Regions from separate parts of the Pan troglodytes genome. Here region 2 is linked to region 1. Evidence: chromatin contacts called from public Hi-C data. All regions are on one chromosome and are shown on one strand. The core of a region is the stretch at or near the end of the contact, and the rest is flanking DNA. Distances in the headings are between cores, read along the strand shown.

The links. Hi-C and Micro-C count contacts between places; a contact is called where the count stands out from the background.
Region 2: a contact with region 1 is called in a Hi-C map of stem cell-derived neural progenitor cells, with 5 times the contacts expected there. The contact joins the promoter of IRX1 here to the enhancer-like site in region 1. A contact is called at or near these places in 2 of 7 Hi-C or Micro-C datasets (induced pluripotent stem cells and stem cell-derived neural progenitor cells), 1 of 1 datasets of contacts at active chromatin or transcription factors (stem cell-derived excitatory neurons) and 1 of 1 other capture datasets (stem cell-derived neural stem cells).

The regions. Positions count from the first base shown.
Region 1 is chr4:3,855,085-3,858,324 of NHGRI_mPanTro3-v2.0_pri, forward strand. The region is part of intron 5 of LOC104006326 (a long non-coding RNA gene); the gene reads right to left. Among named protein-coding and RNA genes, the nearest start is that of IRX1, 400 kb to the right of the region's middle. Within about 2 kb of position 1,682, at least 5 of the 24 cell types and tissues checked have an H3K27ac peak or open chromatin away from gene starts, as enhancers often do. A contact at or near this core is called in induced pluripotent stem cells, stem cell-derived excitatory neurons, stem cell-derived neural progenitor cells and 1 more, where this site is marked.
Region 2 is chr4:4,257,362-4,260,601 of NHGRI_mPanTro3-v2.0_pri, forward strand. IRX1 (iroquois homeobox 1) reads left to right here and starts at 1,572. Exons shown (of 4, transcript XM_016952920.4): 1 at 1,572-2,121. The coding sequence starts at 1,846.

The sequences.
Region 1 (3,240 bases), core at 432-2,931:
GGAGCTTGCCTTGGGCCACGGAGGGCCCACCTTTTGCTCTCCTGAGTTGGGGAGTGGGCGGCAGAGGACAGGAGGGACTGGGCTGGTTGGATTCCAGCTCTTGAGCACCGTGGCTCAAGACTGCCTCTTCTGGAGGGTCTCCCAAGCACCCTCCTTGCCAGGAAAGCCAGCTCAAGACTGATGGTATCTCTAAATGTACATCTTCATCTGCAGCTCCTCCACCTTCTATTATAAAACTGGCACCCAAAGTGGGTTATGCTGCCAGAAAGGTTCACCGTTGCTTCAGGTAGACACAGGGCGACCTTGCGATCCCCTCCAAGGATGAGTACACTAATTGACTAAATAACCCCATGTCTACTGCCCATCGAGCAGGGGCTGCAGTGGAACAATGGCTATACATGGGAGGCCTCCCTGAAGCGGATTTGGGCATTAATTACACCCATGCTATGGGCTGATTTTTGTCTTATTTGCTTTTGTCTTGGAGATGACTGCCTGGACTTCAAAGGATGCTTTAAATTTGAATCTCTTCTCCATGGCAAAAGCCAGTGTTAAAAGACTGGGATTACAATAAAAGTTCTGTAGTTAAATGCCTGAGCTCATCATTGCACAAACTTCACAACAGTTAATGACATACATAAACCTATCATCGTTTTCAAGACAGAATGGTTTTAGAGTTTGGCATGGGAAATTCACACCCATTTATTTAAAGACCAGAAAGCATGCTTTTGATTTTCTTACCATAAAAGGTTTAAGAGACGTAGGCTTCCTAGGTTCTAACAAATACGTTGTCTCTGAATACATAGTAAATATCCCCAAAGCTAATCAAGACTGAGGCCGGTGGTGACCATTGAACAGTGTATGTATTTATTAGCCTTGTGTTCAAATCCACTTTGGATCCACACATTCACCCTGAATCAGATGGAAGCATTTTATTAATTTCTAAACAAAAATTTTAAGGGTGAGTGGTTTTACCCTGTCTGGCCACTACGTAGACAAATAGATGAAATCTAAGCATGAAGAGGTGTTGTGGTTTGCGCATTAGCATAACTTGTCCTGGCAGACACACCCTCTGCGATCCTGTCGCCTAGTACTGAGTGAAGGCGTCTTCATCCTAACAGACGGATGCCCGGCTAGCATCCTTGGGCTCTCTAAGAGTCCATTTCTGTGTATATTTGCATCTTTTTCTGGTGAGAATCCTTTCTCGAAGCTTCCCCGACTGTTTTCCCTTCTTCCGTGACACCCAGGCTCATACATTGTTTTCTGACAACCCCTTTGCTAATTTTGCTAACAGGTTCCTGTCTCTTGTAAAACATTACATCACAGCATTCCTATGCAATTATTCTATACATGAATTAGCACTTACTTTGCCTGAGTGAATGGCGTTTGGAACTTTTTGTTTTGCTGTGCTGTGTGCCTGAGTGTGAGTGTGTCTACAGGGCGTGTGTCCCTTTGTGTGGGGTACGTGCACACACATATATAGAAGCAAGGCGATGCCCCCGGTGATCTCAATGGCTTTGTTACACATCCGTTATCGTGGCTGCTTGATTTCCGTAGAAATCAATCTAAAGAACTCGCGGTCCTGCGGCGTGATTTCCTGGGACTGACTTCCTGGAGAGGCTACTGCGGAATGTGAGGGGCTGGCAGGAGCGGCCCTCCCAGGCCTTGGCCATTGTCTTTCCGGAGAGGCGTTCTGCCCCCGCTCCCGTCACTTGCGATGAGTCCCCTTTCCCAGAGCGGCGCACTCTCCAGTCCAGCAGCACAAAAGATTGCTTTGCTCAATCTTGAGCTTGGGTGCTCCCGGCACGAGCTCCGTGACGACCATTCTCAGCTGCTCCTCGTCCCCAGTAATTAGCCTGTCACGGCTGCTGCCTCTTGTGGCTTTGCCTGTGAGAGACATTTGACACAGCAGACATCAGAGGGATTTTTCAGGAGGCTCTTGTGGCGTCCGAATGGCTCTTAATTAACCACTTAGGTATCCGCCTTCACTCCCCTGCCTGGCACTTTCCAAATGGTAGGGGTTGCGCTGTGGATCTAAACACCGGGGAAGCGTGCTATCAAAAGATCTTGTAAATGAAGGCTTGTGTAAATTATTTTTAATGATTCCCTCCTGGCACATCATTATGTTTGTAGTTGCACACAGGCACTTCAGAGATGGCTCCTCTTCCGCGAGGTCAGCTGCAGGACCGCCCTAACTAGCTGCAGTCAGTAAATGGCTTATTAATTAGCACCGTGATTTTACATTGCTAAGAGCTCTGATGTATGGAGCTGGAATTGTAATTGTGTAGGATCGAAATAATAAGCCATCTCAGGGCTCCTTATGCAAATTGGCATATTATAAAATCATTACCTATCTAAACACTGAGTTTTAATAAGAATTACCATGATGAATTTTATGATAATTGACACTCAAATTTTAATCTCTTGGATTTTTATCATTTTGGTGGTTAAAGTGTGTTTCTAATTAAATGTTGCTTAAAATGCAAAGGATTGTTTAACAATTCTATTCCGTTCTTCTAGTTCAAATCAGGTTATTCTCTTTGGTCATAGAAAATACGCCTTCTTAGTAATGGATACGTGACATTATGAAACACATGTACAGAAAGATGTTTAACCATCACTTTTTTTATGAGTATGGTTTTGATGACGATGTATTGTCAACTGTGAGACAAAGAACATTAAATGGTACTGGGCTTGACTCCATAGTAAGGGTGATACACCATGAAGAAGCAAAGCCAAGGAATATTGTTACATCTTTATAAGAGCTCATGGGTTTGGAGTGGGGATTGACTTTTTAAATAATTACGGCTTCAGTAACAAATATTTTATCTTCTAAAACCCATGAAATGCAATTTAATTTAAATGTATTGATTTTAAAATCACTTGCCAATATTATGATTTATGTATGGCATCTAGTAATAAATGATATCATAGTTGTTTCAAAAGCAAACTCTAATAAGCAAAGGAAGAAAAGTAAAGTTTTCTTTTTATTTGGTCTAGAACAAATAACTGTGTGAGATATCATCAGAAGACATAAGCTACACCTCACTGAAATAGTCAGGTTAATATAATCACTACCCCCATGATCTAAATAGAATTATCGTGCTTTTTTGAGAACTGACGCCATTTGTGCATGAAAGAAGTTTTCTCTATTTGTTGTGATGTTGCGTTTATCTCTAAGAACATGGGAAACCTGGCATGTAAATAATATGAGATTGAGAAAACTAAAAAACAACAAAACAC
Region 2 (3,240 bases), core at 322-2,821, 400 kb after region 1:
ATTATTGTTGCTAATTATAGGCGATGTCTCAGTGTCTGTCCTCAGGCCCGGAAAACCGGAGCCCCTCCTGATGCTGCTGAAGTCCCTGGGCCTCGAGGCTCCGTGAAGAGAGGGAAGCGAGGCAGGGGGTGAAGGGACCGCCTGGCCGGTGTCCAGGATACGGGTGGCTCAACCCACCAGCAGAACAGCATGCCGACTCTGGCCCGATGGCCGCCTTCATCCCGTAGCCCCAACCCGGCCTAAAGCCGGGAAGACGCCAGAGTGCGCTGCTGAAATTCCCGCGGAGTCCGGTGTGCTGGAGAGCGGCAGCGGGGTGAACTCCCGGCCCCGGCTCTGCGTAGGAGGTGGTTCGCATAGTGGCCCCGGGAGCCGGGACTGGTACCCGGTTCCCCACGGCACCGTCCGGAGCTCTCCAGCCACGAGGCGCGGAAGTGGCCTGCCAGCTCCTTCCCAGGCTCAGGGAGGCGAGGAGGCCCGTGCACTTGGCATCTTCTCCCGGGAGCCGCACGGCCAGGGCCGCGGCGACACGGAGACCATCTCAAGTGCGCCGCGCCTGGCCGCGTCCTGTAGCCGGACGAGGCTGAGGATGGAGAGGGGAGACGCAGGGAGAAGAGGGACGCGGGACTTGGACCCAAGAGGCCGCTCCGTTGCCGGTCTGGCGGCTGCGCCGACTCGGGTTCGCGCGTTCCACACAAGTTTCCTGTCTGCCTCTGCACACCTGGTGGACAAACCGGGCGTCCAGGCCACACCGTCTTCCCCCTTCGCGGGGGCGCGGGGGATGTTTCCCTCCGGCTGCCAGGGGGCTTTCTGGGTGAAGAGAAAGCCCCTCCCCCCGCGTCTCCCCCACCCCTCCCTCCGAGAACCCGCGGCGCCGACTGCGCCTGCTTCCCCCGAGCTGGCGACTTCTCCGCGGGATTTGCCCTCGCTCAAAGTTTGCACAATTGAAAGAGCCCGCAGAGCTCGGCCGCTCCCCGCTTCCCCAAGGGCGGCGAGGCCGGTCATTGGCAGACGATCGGTTACTACCCAGTAGGGGCCCACGGGAACCCGCATCTGGAGTCGGGGGTGTCACGCCACGCGGGTTCAGTGGCTCGCGGAGAGCGTCCGGGTGCACTTCTGCCAAAGATGTCCCCTGGAGGCCCCGGCCGCGCGGGACTCGGGGGAGAAGCCGCTCCCCCCTCGCTGTCACCAGCGTCCAGGCCGCCGGCCCCTTCCCCGCTGCCCAAACAGTAGAAAAGCAGGCGCCAAGTTGTTTTTGTTAAAAAGGGGACACACCTCGGCCGCGAAACTGCAAACCCGGTGTCAGACAGCTGTAAACCCGTGTCGACAGGTTGTCAGACAGCTGCGGGGGCTGGTCGGGAAGGAGCCCACGGCCTCCGGGCCCACACCCCGCCGCCCCGACGCGCGCGCCCACCGCGAGAGTAGCTGGCCGGGCCGGCACGGGGCACCACGTGCTCGCGGGAGGGGCGGGAGCGGCCGGCGAGGGCGGGCGGGAGGCAGGGACGGGGCGGGAGGGGAGCCAGGGGCGGGGCCTGCGCTCAAGGGGATGCCAATCAAAGCATCAACTTCAAATTGTGTCTGAAAGCCCCGCCGCCGAGCGGAGGGCGGCCGCCGCAGTCGGCGCGCGATTGCGGATCCGGGCGCAGCCGGGAGCCGGGCGCCTGCGAGCACCGGGCAGAGGAGCCGCGACCGGCCTCCATCTCCCGGCCCGCCCGAGCGCGCCCGGCCGGCCGCCCGCTCCTCCCTAGACCCCTCGCGGCGCCCCCTGCAACCCCCTCCGGCCGGCCTCCGCCTCCCTCCCCGAGCCTTTAATACTCGCCCGCTGCGGCGGTCGCCGAGTCCGCGGACATGTCCTTCCCGCAGCTGGGATACCCGCAGTACCTGAGCGCCGCGGGGCCGGGCGCCTACGGCGGCGAGCGCCCGGGGGTGCTGGCCGCGGCCGCTGCGGCGGCTGCCGCCGCCTCGTCGGGCCGACCGGGGGCCGCGGAGCTGGGCGGCGGGGCAGGCGCGGCTGCAGTCACCTCGGTGCTGGGCATGTACGCGGCGGCGGGGCCGTACGCGGGCGCGCCCAACTACAGCGCCTTCCTGCCCTACGCCGCGGATCTCAGCCTCTTCTCGCAGATGGTGAGTGCGCCCGGCCTCCCCCGCTTCTCCTCTGTCTCACCCGCGCCAGGGCAAGGGTGGCCGGTCGCCCGGGAGGGAGAGACTACGGGTGGACCTGGTCCGGAAGAGGAACTAGAAAGGTCCGGGGGCAGGTTCCCGGTGGCCCAGGCCGCGGCCCCCGGGGACGCAAGAGGGCTGGAAGGCCGGGCGGGTGACGGCTGGGCCATCTCGGCCTGGGAAAGCGGAAGGCCCGGGCCAGGGAGCGGGTAGCGAGAGAATTCAGAGAGGCCGCAGAAGCAGGCCCGGGGAGCGGTGCCTGCGCTGGAGGTCGGGGGCAAACTCGCCTGGCTCGGCCAGGGCGCCCGGGCAGGCCCACGGGGTTCCTGCAGGTCGGCCCGGCGTAGCGTAGCAGGACTTCCCTTCCTGGCCGCGGGTTCCACTCGCGCGGCCTCTTTAGTTTTCGAACCGAGTCTGGAAAACTTGGTTTTCTCCCTCTTTAGCAGCTCCGAGATAGTTGTATCCGAGTTTGCCAGACAGACCCCTTTTAAGCCTAGTAGAGTCAATCAAAATAATCTTAACAATAGAGGTCCAAAGGGATGGAGAGGTCTCTCCACGGCGTGAGTGCGAATTTGAGATTAAACAAAAATTAAGTTGCAGTAATGTGTTGGTGTCTGAAACGGTGTTTGATTTTACTTTTGTAAGTTGCCAAAGTTTTCATTTCATTTGCACGGAAAGAAAAGCACTTTTCTTCCTTCGTTACATAATGGAGGATTAAAGAAAACAGTGTCCCTTGGTTTAAAACAAATGGTGTCCTCTTAGTCTTCCGTCCCAGTGGGCGTTAGATGTGGGGGCAGGCGGCTGCACACTGAATTCTCCGCGGGGGCATTGGCCTGTCTGCCGGTCCAAATCATCCATTTTCCTTGGTCTGACTGCAAGGTCGGTGCTTAAACTTCGGACGGCTGGTGAATTGTGCGGCGGGCGCGGGGCCCTGGGAGGCAGCCCCCTCCTGGGTCGCTGCCCGCGGGATAAAGCAATTTCCAAGCACCCGCGATATCTCCCCGCTCCCCGAAGGAGAAGCGGGGAGTTAACGCCCCTCAAGTGTGCACAAGCAAAGAGCGGGTTTCCCTGTAACTTTTCTTG